2 separate regions of the Mus musculus genome follow, and region 2 is linked to region 1. The links are chromatin contacts, called in public HiChIP or PLAC-seq maps. All regions are on one chromosome and are shown on one strand. The core of a region is the stretch at or near the end of the contact, and the rest is flanking DNA. Distances in the headings are between cores, read along the strand shown.

Region 1 (7,456 bases), core at 1,634-4,133:
AATATAAACGTTTTAAGAGGATCTTTGTTATTTATACAAATTCACAAACAGTACAATTAATTGATAAAGGTCTCTGGGTTTCTCCATGGTCTCTCATGTTGCTGTGGAGGACTCTAAAAAAATAAACAAACAAAATATCCAACAAAAATATACATCCTACTCAAAAGCGATTTGTTTTAAAGCCACAGTCCCAACCCCCCACCAAAATAAAGTCATCTATTCCTCCATTTAGAAACAAAAGTTTTCAAACCCACAAGCTCCCGTTTCGAGAACAGAACTCAGACAGGACATGAAGTTCAGCCTCCTCCCTTCATTCACATAGCCTCAGGCTCTCTGCTGACACGGCTCACTCCCCGACAGGACGGGAAGCCTCACTAGCTAACAGCCTCACTAGCTAACCTCTCGGTGGGAAGACTTGCAAGAGGGTTGGGGTGGGGCATAATTTGCATATATAATACTCCTCTTCAAGACTCAAATCTGCATCTCAAACAAACAAACAAAAAGGAAATTCTGCTCTCATTTCTCCCATACATTTGTGCTATAAATTAAATCAATATAGAAACATGGTTGGGTCATCAAAGCCCAATAGACTGGGGGTGGGGTGGGGGGTGGGGTCGTAGCCAGGATGCGGAAGTGGGGCACATTGGGTACAGGGAGGTTGGGAAGAAGCCAAAACCAAAAACAGATACAAACCCAGTGGGCATCTTTCCAGTCTAGGCACAAAAATGTTTCAATCTCAAAATATCTCTCTTGTAGAATTCCAGGGCTTAAGAGAAAAAAGTAAACTAAAACGAGGTAGCCAGACATATATATATATACATACACACACACACACACACATATATATATATATATATATATGAGAATATACTCAGCAGAAAGAAAAAAGAACAATGATTTCAAATTTCTTTGAAAACTAAAAAGGAAGCAGATAAAAAACAAAACAAAAAAACAGAACAAGAACAAAACCAGAACCGAAGTGAGTTGCAGATACCAAAGGGGCAGCGATGAGAGGAGACTGGCTACAAAGTGGATGAGAAGGCTGTTCAAGTCGGGCTTGCTTTCTACACGTTTGGAATTAAAAGCCAGATCACAGTATCCAAATGAAAGTGTAAGTGAAGGCAGGCATCTTTCCTCAACTCCTCGGGGTTGAAACGACTAGTCCCTCCCCGCCCCCACCCCATTTCCAAATGCAGTGCCCCAGGATACAGTTGTCGGTGGCTGAAAGTCTCCATACCCTGCAGAAGAGTGGGCAGAGAAACAGCAGGGTCCATCTCTCCCCTCACTGGGAAAGGAGAGTGGGTAGAGGGAGCAGAACAACTCCAGACGCAGTGGAGAGGGGCGCCAGACTAGGAGAAGAGAGCCCAGGCTTCCGTCATCGCCCCACCGCGGCCACTGCCCTGAACGTGTAAGTGCGCGCGTGAGTGTGCGGAACAGTGGTGGTCCTGGGATGAACAGGGCGGGGCGGGGGAACTGGAACTGCCGCCCTCACCTGACCTTCTCACTGTCCGTCATCTGCCAAAGTCCCAGGTTAAGTACCTTGAGGCAGGGCAGCTGCGTGATGCGCTCCAGGCCGCGCTTGGTGATCCTGGTGCAGCCGTACAGATCTATGCCCGTGAGCTGGCTCAGGTGCTCAGCGATCAGCTCCAGGCCCTTGTCCGTGATGCGCACACACTGTCCAATGTTGAGCGTGCGCAGCCCGTGCATCTGCCGCACCATGCGGTTGATGCCATCGTCACTGATATGGCAAGAGCAAAGGGAGAGGGACTTGAGGCCGTCCAGTCCCTGGGCTATGTACGCCAGACTCTGATCTCCCACCTTGTCACAGAACGACACATCCAGACCGGAAAGGCGCAGGCTGCCCATGGCCAGATGCATGATGCCGGTGTCGCTGATGTTGTCGCAGGAGCGCAGGTTCAGGCTGCGCAGGCTGCCCATGTGCGACAGGTGCAGAAGGCCCGCGTCCGAGATGCCGCCGCAGAAGCTGAGGTTGAGGAGCCGGAGGCCCGTCAGCCCTCGCGAGATGTGCTTCAGGGAAAGATCCGTGAGTTTCTGGCAGTCCTGAAGAGTGAGCTGCTCCAGGCCCAGGCAGCCCTCGGCAGCGCTGCGCGTCATGCCGGCCAGGTGCCCGATGCCCACATCCGAGAGGTGGCGACAGCTGCGGAGATTAAGGCTCTTGAGGCGCTGCAGCCCCCAGGCAATGAGCAGAAGGCCGGTGTTGGTGATGTTGCTGCAGCCCCCCAGCTCCAGCACCTCCAGGCCCTTGAGGTACTGGGCTATGCGGCCCAGGCTGCTGTCGGTGATCTGCTTGCAAAGGCTCAAGTTGAGAGCGCGCAGCGAGCCGATCTCCTGCACGAACGCGTGGCCCAGGCCGTTGTCGGTGAGGTTGTAGCAGCCGCTGAGGTTGAGGCTCTCGATGTTCGCCATGCCCTGGATCACGTAGCTGAGGCTGCGGCGGAGGCTGAGGATCTGCACGCGGCGGATGCCCCGGGCCTGCAGGCTGGGGAACAGCGACGGGTTCGCCCGGCGCAGGTGCAGCTTGGCCTCCACGCCCCGCCACACCGACTTGTGGTAGGCGGCGTCCCGCCAGGCCGTGCACACCTGCGCCGCGCGACCCTTGTCTCGGACGTCCAAGTAGCCGAAGATCATGGCCAGCAGCTCGGGGAACAGGCACGAGATGTGGGTCTCCATCTTCCTCCCGCCGCTACGCCGCGCCGGGTGCAGGAGGCGCGGGCGCCGCCGCCGCCCCGGGAGGCGCCGAGAGCGGCCCGCCGCGGGCCAACGGCCGCCCCTCCCCGCCTTCCGGCCGGGCCGCCGCTCCTCCTCCCGGCGCGTCCGAGCGGCGCTTCCTTCCTGCCGCCCTTCCCGCCCCCGCGCGGCCGCTCGGGCCTCACATCCCGGCCGGGGCGGGCGCCGCGTCCGCGCCCGCGCGCCGCCCCGCGCCCTGCGGCATCCCGCGCCCGGCCGCGTCGCTGCTGCGCGCGCCGGCGAGGCCCGGGCCGGGCGCTCGGGCTGCGGACGGCTTCCTGCTGCCTTTGTCTGCCGTCCGCGGTTCAAACTGCCCAGCCCCGGGCTGCTCGCACTCGGCCGCTGCGCGGGGGGACTCTGGGGCCGCCGCGCGCCGCTCCTCCCCCGCCTAAGTCGCGCGGGTCCGATTCACGGCCGCGGGCGGCGGGACGCGGCGAACTCACCGGCGTGATCGGGCCTGCGCCCTAGGAGCCGGCCAGCCGCGCTGCGCCCTCCGCGTCCTCCGCGCCGGCTCCCCCGCTCAGTGGTACGCGCCCGCGCCGCCGGAACTGGTGGAGCCGTTTCCTTGGAAACCGGGCTCTGCCCTCGGCCGCGGAGGCTTAACCCCATGCGCGCCGGGATGGCTGGCGGCCTCGCCGCACCGTGCAGCCCTAAAGAGCGCCCGATGGCCCACGGGCTGCTCCCCTCGGTGTCCACGCTTACTCCACGCCCTCTCCCGCCCGCATACTTCATCCTCTCTTGCCCGCATATTCCATCCCCTCTAGCCCGCGTTACTTCTCAGAGCGCCTTTAACCATCTCACCACACCCACTGCCCCAGTCGGGCGGCCTTCCCACCATTCCTTTCTCTTTAGTAGTGAGTCTTAATTTGGTGGAGAAAGTGGCTTTTAGTCAGCATAGTTTGACAGCTCTCGTTCTAGAAATTTCTGGAAGTTGTCCAGTGTGCCTGCCTTCCACAATCTTGTTGTTTCCATACACCCATGTGAGTTCCTTTCCCTTTCAACTTTGTGTCAAAACTTCCCACTGCTTCTGCCCCTGCCTTGCGCTCTAACCTACACCAGGTTTTGTCTTTTTCCTCGGCCACTTAGACTGTAGATTGCACGGCCCAGCTGTACGGATACCTAATACATCTGTATGTGCTGACACACATACACTCTTTGGTCTGGTTAAAGATGCTCCAGCCTTATGCTTTATGTATATTTTATGAATCTAGGGCAGAGCTCAACTCTATACAGTGTAGCCTCGGGTCTTAAATATCTGCATGAAGGATAGGATTTCAGAATTGTATTTTTATGACCCCTGAAGCCAAGAGTTTTTAGTTCAGAGAAAAGGAACCTGAGAATCTTAAATAAGTTACAAGTTCACACATCTAGATACAAAACAACCTGACTTAGCTGTTTCCTTGACTCTTTGGGAACCTGAACAAGACATCATCATCATTATTATTATTAATACATTGTATTTCTTTAATGGGGAGAGGGCATGCTCCACAGCCAGTATCTAGTGGTCAGAAGACGACTTGAAGAAGTCATCCCTCTCCTAGCATGTGGATTCCAGGATGGAACTCGGATCATGAGACTTGGTAGCAATGACCTTACCTGCTGACATCTTGCACTGAACAAGATTTGGGATGTGGTCCAAATTTGGAATACGATCGCCTTGGCTTTTAGCCACTCCTCTTTCCTAAGTAACAGATACTTGTTAGACCCGAGTGTGTACAGAACTAACAGGCACAATACACAGTAAATCCCACCCCGTGGGTCTTAATCAGGAAATGCAGTGGCTAAAATTCCTGCAGGCCCTTTGTATCTCACATTGCACATACCGAGGCCCTTAGACTTTTATGGCCTTCCTGAATATGAGGCAACATTGTTTGTCACCAAATAATTCCTGACGTATAGTGTAACAATTCTGGCTGTGCCTCAGTTTGCACTCTCCTGGGGTCATCTGGGTTATCTTCTGTTTAAACAGCCCCAGGGGCCATCTGTTCTCCCCGTCTACTGTACGAGTGCTGGAGATGGCTCTCAGCTGGTCAGGCTTAGCGGTAAGCACCGTTTCAAGCCCAAGCCGATTCTTAGGACATTTTATTCAGTGTGTGTGTGTGTGGGTGCACATTCACATGCGTTTATTGATACTCACAACTGAGTTCCATGACACACCACGTGGAAGTCAGAGACCAGTTATTTGAGAGTTAGCTCTCTCTCCTACTGTGCGGGTCCCAGGAATCAACTTCAGGTCCTCACACTTGAAAGCAATTGCCTTTACCCATTTTGCCTACCCTGAAAATCACATTAAAAAAAAAAATTACTCTCTGGCAATTTTGTATATGCTTTTGGTCATTTTTGTCCCTTCTCACCCTCTGCCATCCCCTCCCCACTCTCCCACTCCTCTCAGCCCCTGCTTCCCAACACATTTCCCTCCTACATTTGGGGTCTAGTTGTTTTGTGATGTTCTGTGTATGAGCATTAATGTAGTGCTACTTCCAGGATCAGAGATGAGTTCCCAGTGGAAAGTCATTCCTTAGTTATTTGTTTATTTGCTTGTTTGCTTGCTTCTTTCTTTCTTTCTCTCTTTCTTTCTTTCTCTCTTTCGAGACAGGGTCTCACTTTGTAGTCCTGACTGCCTTGGAACTTGCTATATTGACCAGGCTGGCATGGAACTCCCTGCTTTTGCCTCCCTGGTCCTGGGATTAAAGGCAGGCACCACCATATCTGGCTTTTTTTTTTTTTTTTTAGATTTAGCAGAAAGGTGTGTATATGTTTGCGAATATGCCACATGTATGTGAGTGCCTGAGAAGACCAGTAGAGGTCTTCAGATCCACTGGTCTGGAGTTACAAGCAGATGTGAACCTCCAGACATGAATACTGGGAACAGCAAGTGCTCTTCCCTGCTAAGCCAATCTCTCTAGCCTTGAGAGTGTCAGTAGTTGAGTATAGACATTTCTGCAAAGCATCCTCGTGTAGCTCCCGTCGTGCTTCTTTTCTTTCATTTCTTTTCCTGGCTGACTTGGAACTCACTGTGTAGCCAGAGTTGGTCTGGATATAGTGGTCAGTCCTCCTACCTCAGCTTTCCAAATGCTGGAATTATAGGTGCAAGCCACCATATCTAACGACCATAGTGTGCCCTAACCCCATTTCACACAAAGCACAGTGATGGGCCTAGGCTGTACAGTGTGGACCCCTGAGGTTTGGCTTCCTAGAAAGGTCGTTTAGAACAGCCATCCAATGGCACCTCGGAAAAGGTGAGCACGGTCCTACTTAACTTTAGCAAAACTTTCTTGAGTTTAACACTGGAATTTTACTAATAAAAAGCTTTACATTTAAGGTGTTCAGTTAAAAGTTGCAAGGCAGCCGGGCGTGGTGGCGCACGCCTTTAATCCCAGCACTCGGGAGGCAGAGGCAGGCGGATTTCTGAGTTTGAGGCCAGCCTGGTCTACAAAGTGAGTTCCAGGACAGCCAGGGCTACACAGAGAAACATTGTCTCAAAAAAAAAAAAAAAAAAAAAAAAAAAAGTTGCAAGGTGTTTCAGCCGTGAGATCACTACCACATTCAATAACAGCCAGAAACATTTCAGGAAGTAAACACCAATCGAGAGAAGATGTAGCACTAAGGTGCTGAGTCAATGGCCGTCTATTTTGGAACTGTGGAGATGACCTCCCTTTCTGGGTCACAGTTTTCTTATCTAACACTAGATAGCTTTTGGCCCGGAAATGTTCAGGCATCTCCCAACAGTAACTAAGCGGAGCCCAGATCAAGTCTGGATAGCCCCTTACTTCTGGGATGTGCATTGTTTCCAATTCGGGCTTCAGATGAACATTTTTCAGGAGCCAGACCTGGTGGTGCACTATTATACTCTCAATGACTAAGGGAAACCGAGGTGGGTGGGTTGAAGCAAATTGAGGCGGACCTAGGCTACATGGCAAGACCCTCTTTTTAGACATCAGAGGACAACACTTTGGAAATGGCTCTCTCCTCCACCTTGGGCCTAGGGGGTGAGTTCAGGTCTCTGGGCTTTAGGCAAGTGTGTTTTCTGCCTGGGCCGTTGTACCAGCAAGGCCATGCTCCCCATTTCTATATACTTTTGTTTTTCTGACCCAGAGTCTCTCAGACTGGAACTATTTATCAGAAGATGACCTTGATCCTCTTGCTTCTACTTGTAAATGCTGAGATTATAGGCATAGACAGCCACATCCAGTTTCTGCTGTGCTGGGAATCAAGCCTAAGGCTTCATTCATGCTAAGCTAACACTATGAACTGACTACATTCCCAGCCCATCCCTAAATATTTTTTAATTAAAAAAATATATTTATTTTATTTTATGTATATTCATGTTTTGCCTGAATATATGTCTGCATTATATGTGTGCCTGATGCCCATGGAGGACAGATGAAGTCTCAGATCTCCTGGAACTGGAGTTACAGATAGTTGTGAGCCACCATGCGGGTGTTGGGAATCAAACCTGCCCCCCCACCCCCGACACACACACAAGAGCAGCAAGTGTTTCTTAACCGCTAAAGTATTTCTTCAGCCTTCTGTTCCTAAATATCTCTAACTAGCAGAGTATCTTTGGGTCACCTCTCAATTACAGTGTAACCAAATAAGAGAGGATCCAGAATGGTCACACATGCCTTTAGTCCCAGCACCTTCAAAGCTGAGACAGGAGGACTACCTTGAGTTTAAGAGTTCAAGGCTGGCCTGGTTTACAGAATGA
Region 2 (7,456 bases), core at 3,459-5,958, 520 kb before region 1:
ACAGGCTAATCCTCCTCCAAACTCAATCTCACAAGTACTAAGTATAATCATGCCCAGTTTAGCTTTGTTTTTTAGTATATGTGCTTGCATGGGTGCTTGCATGGGTGTGTTTAGGCCAGAGGACATCTTTCATCTTTCAGGAGTTCCCTCCTTTTACCATGTAGCTTCTAGGGATTGAATTGAACTTAGGACATGTGGTTTATGGACAAATACCTTTATCTGCTGAGTCATCTCTCAGCCCTTAGCCTTGTTTTTGATCATCATCAGCTGCAGATGGCTTTTGGGAGGATCAAACACAGTTTGACTTCAGGAAACTCTTTATACCAATTCTAGCACCTTAATTGTACCCTGGCTGTTAGCAGCAATCAGCACATTGGACTCCCCGTCTGATAGTGCCCGCCAACACACAGCACTGACAAATTCATTTGTGTCATCTTCTTTCCGATCTTTGTCTAATACACTCTTAACGGTATCAAACTTAAAAGTTAGCAAAGTTTTAGAAAGTCCTTTATAATACAGGTAGAGGGAGTTGTTCTCACTTCCACACGCTATATAATCTCCATTGGAAGCAAGGCCTACAAAGTTTTTTTCATTAATATGACCCTTGGAAGGAATAATGACTAGACTTTCCCTGTCTCGAACTTCTCCATAAATACTTTTGAATCTGAATTCTTATCCCTGTAGAGTTTTTGTTGTTGTGCTGTTCTGCTTTAGTTTGGAAGTGGGTTTTTTTTGTTTTGTGTTTTGGGAGAAAAACAGCCTCTTCTGACCTTAAAAAAAATCTCAATCCTGAGTGCTAAGATTATACCACTATGCCTAGCTTGGCCAGTTTTATGTTATTTATGGGTAATCACCTACCCACCCCAATCTATATTTCAAACTTACTTGCATTTTTATTTATGCTCACCTCATCCTTCTATCTGGAGCAGACACTCTGGCACATTGCCTTTCTTAAGCCCTATGGTTTAATTAATAATGATAGTTTTTAAAAGGTAATAAACAAGAATGTGTTGTAGCAACAAGAAAATTAGTACAGATTGTGATATCAGAAAGCAGTAGAAAATGAGAAACAGTAAAGATAAGTCCCCCAAGCATACATGTATGCATTTCTACACATAAAGTCTTAAAGAGAAGGAGTGAAGGTTGAGAGAAATTTATTTCAAGGGGGGCGGGGAGAGAATATGAATATTTTCCTGAAACAAATGCTTGAAATTTTTATTTAAAAAACACAATTAGAGTAGGCATTGATGATGCACATCTGAGACTGAGATAGGGCTGCAATTTCAAAATTATCTGGGGATACACACACACACACACACACAGACACACACACACACACACACACACACACACACCCCAAGCAATATAAGACCCTCTCAGAAAAGTAAAAGGTTTTTTGAAGCAGATTAATGGCACTGATTGGTTTTACACTCACCAAATTGACAAAGTTGATGTGTTGTAGATAACTACCACATGTGCTCTTGAGCATGTGTAGCAGTGGTAACCTTCAGACATAAGTAAATATCTAGACTGCATAGGCTACTATAATGTACTTAGATGACATTAATTTATAAATAATAGAAAAGATTTCATAGTTTAGGTAACTGGGAAGTTCTCGGTCAACTTGCCATGTCTGGTCAGTACTTACTGTGCCTCAGAGAACTTGTATCATGTTCTTGTTGCATCCTCACATGGTGGAACAGGATGAAGAGATTAATTTCTTCCCTGAAGTCCCCGCCCCCTTATAAAGTCACTACCTAAAGAGTCTACCTCCTAATATCTTTGAGGCTAAAATTTTAATGTGAATCACTTAGACCATAGCAAAAGCACAGAAGAGCAGAAAAGAAGTTGCTTTAGTTATCAAAGTATCTTTTTTTTAGAAGTGGCATTGTATTAGTTATCAAAGTATCATTTTTTTTAGAAGTGGCATTGTATATATCACTAATAGATTCTATGATGTAGTGCAAGATCTAATAGCTATGGTAATTTCCAAGTAGTGATTAATCAGTGGCATTTTGGGATATCTATAATTATTTGTTATTTGATTAAGTCCAACAGTGATTAAAAATTGTAGGTAATACAGAATACTGTTAGATGTTTACATTCATAATTAAGAAATGGCAAGTCTTAATTCAAAGCTAATGAAAATAATATTTGTGCAAGTCTGTAAATCTTTAAAATATTTAGATTTATTTTATGTATGTAAATGAGAGTGTACATGCCTGGTGCTAGAGGAGGTTGGAAGAATGTGCATTAGTATCCCTGGTTCTGGAATTATGGATGCTTGTATGCTATTATATTGGTGCTGGTAACTGAACTTGGGGTCTCTGCAAGACCAACAACTACTCTTAACTAATGAGCCATCTGTCTAGTCCTGTAAGTTTATAAATGAAGAATTTTGTGAATCCTATGAGAAAGTGTCTAAGCTGGGCTTGGTGGCACATGCCTGTAATCCTAGCACTCAGGATGTAGAAGCAGGTACATCTCTGAGTTAAATGTCAGATTGGACTACATAATTAGTTCCAGAACAGCCAGGGTTATGTAGAGAGATCATATCTAAACAAAAGCCCCAGTGTTCTGTAAATAGTTATATATACAAGCCAAAAAAATTTAACAGTATAACCTTATTTCGGGTATTGGAGAAGCAACAAATGACTAAGTGCCTAAAGATTCCTTAGTAGGTAATATATAAACTGTGATATGTTCTTTTTTTCTCTTTCTTTTTTTTGGCAAAGTATAAAAACCAATGATTCTTATACCTAAATTTATGATAGTGTTCATTTAAGGTTAAGGAGTAGAAACGAGGGTCCATTCTAGTTACCCAAAGGATTTTAAATTAGTTTAAATTAGGTGTATAATATTAAAATCACTTCTTTTTGCTAAAACATTGTAATATTAAATCACTTTTAGTTTTGCTGGCAATACTACATTGAGATATCTATACTGAGAGTGACTAAAGATAGTTTCCATTTTAATAAACAGAACAATCAAGACATTGCGTGTATGGACTTTAACAAACTATAAAGCCAAATTGGATTCTTCATCTCAGATAGGAAGTAAATTAGCTCCTGTAAAGGCACCAAGAACTTAACACCTGGTGAAAGCATACTTACTAGATTGCTTGATTATGATAACAATTTTGTTAGATTATACAGCATATTCATAGAAAGTTCTAATTAATACAAAGATATATATCATTTAACTGTTTTTGTTTTTTACCTAAGATATGTTTTTTTCTATATAGCTCTGATTATTAAGTCTTTGCCTATAACTATTCTGTGACATTAATCGCCTGTTTCTAACAATTATTGACTTATTTTGGAAGTGACAAGTTAACTGTATTTTATGGAATGAGATTATATTTTTGACATTGATACTAATGATAAATAATTTCAAGCATCACTTTATAATCCATTTTCCTTAAAGATACAGTACTCTGTTCTCCAACTCTTTTTTTTTTTTTTTTTTGGTTTTTCGAGACAGGGTTTCTCTGTGTATCCCTGGCTGTCCTGGAACTCACTTTGTAGACCAGGCTGGCCTCAAACTCAGAAATCTGCCTGCCTCTGCCTCCCAAGTGCTGGGATTAAAGTCGTGTGCCACCACCATCCGGCTGTGTTCTCCAACTCTTAAGGCACGCAAATGACTTTTATTAGTGTTTCTGTTTCATTTTAATGCTATTTATCATTAACGTATAATTAGCACATTTCTATTGATTTATTTATTTAGGTTTTTCAAGACAGGTTTTCTCTGTATAGCCCTGGCTGTCCTGGAACTTACTTTGTAGACCAGACTGGCCTCGAACCCAGAAATCTGCCTGCCTCTGCCTCAGAAGTGCTGGGATTAAAGGTGCGCATCACCATGCCCGGCGTATTTTATTTAGACAAGTTTTTTTTCCCCCCCCTTTGGTTTTTCGAGACAGGGTTTCTCTGTATAGTCTTGGCTGTCCTGGAACTCACTTTGTAGACCAGGCTGGCCTCGAACTCAGAAATCTAAATATAATCTCTAATGTCTAAAATATAATCTCTGTCTCTGCCTCCCAAGTGCTGGGATTAAAGGCGTGCGCCACCACGCCCAGCTTAGACAAGTTTTGAACTTAGTCTTGCTGCCTCATTGGGGCTACCTGACTTCTGAGATTGTCACCATGTGCCATCTTGACCAGCTTATTTAGCATCCTAATATAGCTATGTGACTTGTGTTTTATCATTTTAAATCACATTGTTTTGTTTTTTGCCTTTTAGGATCGAAAGTTAACAAAATCTGAAAGGCAGAGATTCAAAGAAGAGGCTGAAATGTTAAAGGGTCTTCAACATCCCAACATTGTTCGATTCTATGATTCCTGGGAATCCACAGTAAAAGGGAAAAAATGCATTGTTTTAGTGACTGAACTAATGACATCTGGAACACTTAAGACGTAAGTCAATCAATATTTTCTAGAAATCTCTTGTTTTATATTTACTTTTGTTGTTTAGTCTACTATGACAGAAATAATCCTTTCAACCAATGTGTTTTTACTACCCACAAAATCTTCTTGTATATAAAATAATAAGGTTATTATTTATTGGTAGCTATTGGGATGAGTTTGTTGCTGAATAAACCTAGTTAATTTTAAGTCATATTGATTGATATTTTTAAAATTGAGCAGTTTAGGAAGTAGAAATCAATGTCAAGGTTGCCCTCTAGTGGTTAAAATGAGATTAACAGAGGAAGCACTAGACATGGATGCTGAAAGCTGAACTCAGATCCTCTGCAAGCACTCTTAACCACTGAGAGTCATCTCCATCTCTCTTGGAGAGGATGAAGATGATGATGGGTATGATGATATTCATTCAAGCTCCTTATTCATATACCTGCTTCTTCTACTACTTTACTTTGTAGCACAGTGTCTGAAACTTGATAAATACTTGAGTGGTTTAAAGAAAGTTGTGTGATAGTTGTATGTCTATCTACACCTTGAAAGTCTTTTCAATGATACAGATACCTAGTTGCTTGTCAGCAGTCTGTCACGTTACAATGGTTTGACTTGTATCTTCCTTGCTTATTTATTTGTTTGTTGTTTGTTTGTTTTTTAAAGTCATGACTATTGAGCTAGAGCACTCATTGGTTAAGAGCACTTGTTGCTTTTGCAGAGGACCCATATCTGATTCTCAGCATGGCTGTGGTAGTTTACAAACATGTATAATTCCAGTTCTAGGGATCAAACACCTTTTGACTTCTGTGGCCACCAAGTTTGCATGTGGTACACACACAGATACACAGGCAAAAACATACATAAAATTAATGAATCTACTAGGAAGTTTTCACGATTTATTTTTTTAATTCATGTATAAATGTGTATATCTGTGAGTGTATGCCATATGGGAGTCTTTGTAGTGGGGAAGAGGGTGATAGATTCCTTAGAGCTGAAGTTACAGGCTGTAGTGGGCTGTTTTATTATGGATGCTAGGAGCCAGTATTACAGAGAAGCCCTGTCTTCAGAAAACCTAAACAAAGAAACAAATAAATGTAAAAGTAATGAAAAATGTTAAAAAGTAAAGTAAGAGCTGAGCATTATGATGCCAGAGCCATAGGAGACATACTCTTATTATGTAGCCTTGGCTGATCTGGAACTTGCTATGGAACCCCAGATGGGCCTAGAATTAAGCAGTACATGTGCTTCTGCCTCCAGAGTGCTAGAGTTGATTACAGATACTACACACCAGGAAGAAGAAGAGAAGGAAGAGGAAAGGAAGAAGAAATAGAAGAAACAACAACTATATTAGAGTGTAACTCAGAATCAATTGGTTCTTAACTAGTATGCACAAAATACAAAATCCTGGGTTCATTCAGCCATACCACATAAACTGGGTGTGTTGGTATAGCTGAAATCTCAGTTCTTCAGAGGTTGCAAAAAGTTCAAGCAAGTTCATTTACAGGTATTTAGGAAGTTTGAGGCCAGTCCAGGCTACACGAGACACTATCTTAAAACAAGCAAATGAAAACGATATTGAAAGTCTAGTTTGAAGTTCACATGTAATCCTAGCACTTGGAAGATGTAGGCAGAATCAGGAGTTCAAGGCCAGGCCCAGCTACATAGTAAGTTAAAGGCCAACTAAATGAGACCTGTTCAAACAAAACAAAACTATAGAGAAACATTTTTGGTACAAGCAAAGGGTTGCATGTGAACTGGCTGCTCGCCACCTGTGAAATGCAATGGGGAATTTAACATAAGTTGTTTTAGTATATATCTAAGAATCAGTAGGAAAGGGTAATCCCCAATAAAATAATAAGGGACGACAAATCACCATTATATAAATATGGTACACGTGAAAATGGATACTAGTTTTGTATTCACAAAGTGACAGCTGGTAGAGAGAAAGATTAGAATATAACCCATGTTAAAAAATGTAATTGTCCATAAAAAGCTAAATAAAGGTGGCACTCCAATCAGTAAAAACTACAAAAAGCTTTGGCCCTTTGGATGAAAGAAAAGTCTCTGAAAAATACTCCTCTCCTCTTTGCCCCATTCTCCTCTCCAAGTTGCTATCAATGCCTGTACTTTGTACTCATGTCTATCATTATCTCATGTACAATAATAAATTAATAATATATATTCTCTACTGTAAATTCTGCTGCCTAGCTAGTGCAGGAAACTCAGGCCAAAAGATATGCCATAAGTGAACCCAAATGAAATTTCCATGGACATTTTCATAGTTCATTGATGGTCACACTATGTACAGATAAGTTTTCAAAGGTAGTTTGAATGAGGATGACTCTCACAGGCCCATGTACTTGACTACTTGGTTCAGTAGATGGAACTATTTGGGAAGGATTCGAGGTATAGTCTTGTTGGGAGAGGTGGCAGGCCTTGAGCTAGACTTCTAGTCTTTCTGTCTAATACTTGTGGATTAGGATGTAAGCTCTCAGATGTGTCTGGTGCCATGTCTTTGCTCCACCATCATGGCCCCTAACTCTCTGAAACTGTAAGCCCAATTAAATATATCTTAATATGTTGCCTTGGTGATGGTATTTTGTTATGGCAACAGAAAAGTAACTAGACAGATGATTTCATAGTTAAATAATGTACCCACTAAAAAACTATGAAGACACAACCAGAAATGAATACTGGAGCAGCTAAAGATACTATGGGTAATTCTTTTCTTTTTTTTTCCCCCATTTTTTATTAGGTATTTAGCTCATTTACATTTCCAATGCTATACCAAAAGTCCCCCATACCCACCCCCCCACTCCCCTACCCACCCACTCCCCCTTTTTGGCCCTGGCATTCCCCTGTACTGGGGCATATAAAGTTTGCAAGTCCAATGGGCCTCTCTTTGCAGTGATGGCCGACTAGGCCATCTTTTGATACATATGCAGCTAGAGACAAGAGCTCCGGGGTACTGCTTAGTTCATATTGTTGTTCCACCTATAGGGTTGCAGTTCCCTTTAGTTCCTTGGGTGCTTTCTCTAGTTTCTCCAT

Evidence for each region. HiChIP or PLAC-seq counts read pairs in DNA pulled down with a chosen protein or histone mark.
Region 2: an H3K4me3 HiChIP or PLAC-seq map of bone marrow-derived macrophages shows a contact between it and region 1, with 3 times the contacts expected there. The contact joins the enhancer-like site here to the promoter of Fbxl14 in region 1. A contact is called at or near these places in 13 of 39 promoter capture datasets (the 3T3-L1 cell line, 3T3-L1-derived adipocytes, the C10 cell line and 8 more), 2 of 15 datasets of contacts at CTCF or cohesin (large pre-B cells and pro-B cells), 20 of 484 Hi-C or Micro-C datasets (B cells, the Ba/F3 cell line, the C2C12 cell line and 16 more), 22 of 115 datasets of contacts at active chromatin or transcription factors (the 230-238 cell line, the SCID.adh cell line, T-cell acute lymphoblastic leukemia and 14 more) and 2 of 9 other capture datasets (embryonic stem cells and liver).

Annotation. Positions count from the first base shown.
Region 1 is chr6:119,475,095-119,482,550 of GRCm38.p6, reverse strand. Fbxl14 (F-box and leucine-rich repeat protein 14) reads right to left here and starts at 2,883. Exons shown (of 1, transcript NM_133940.3): 1 at 1-2,883. The coding sequence starts at 2,691. The coding sequence ends at 1,489. All of the region lies in intron 1 of Wnt5b (wingless-type MMTV integration site family, member 5B), which reads left to right.
Region 2 is chr6:119,999,148-120,006,603 of GRCm38.p6, reverse strand. Wnk1 (WNK lysine deficient protein kinase 1) reads left to right here. Exons shown (of 28, transcript NM_001199084.1): 2 at 4,239-4,411. Among named protein-coding and RNA genes, the nearest start is that of Mir706, 31 kb to the left of the region's middle. Within about 2 kb of position 4,708, at least 2 of the 459 cell types and tissues checked have an H3K27ac peak or open chromatin away from gene starts, as enhancers often do. A contact at or near this core is called in bone marrow-derived macrophages, where this site is marked.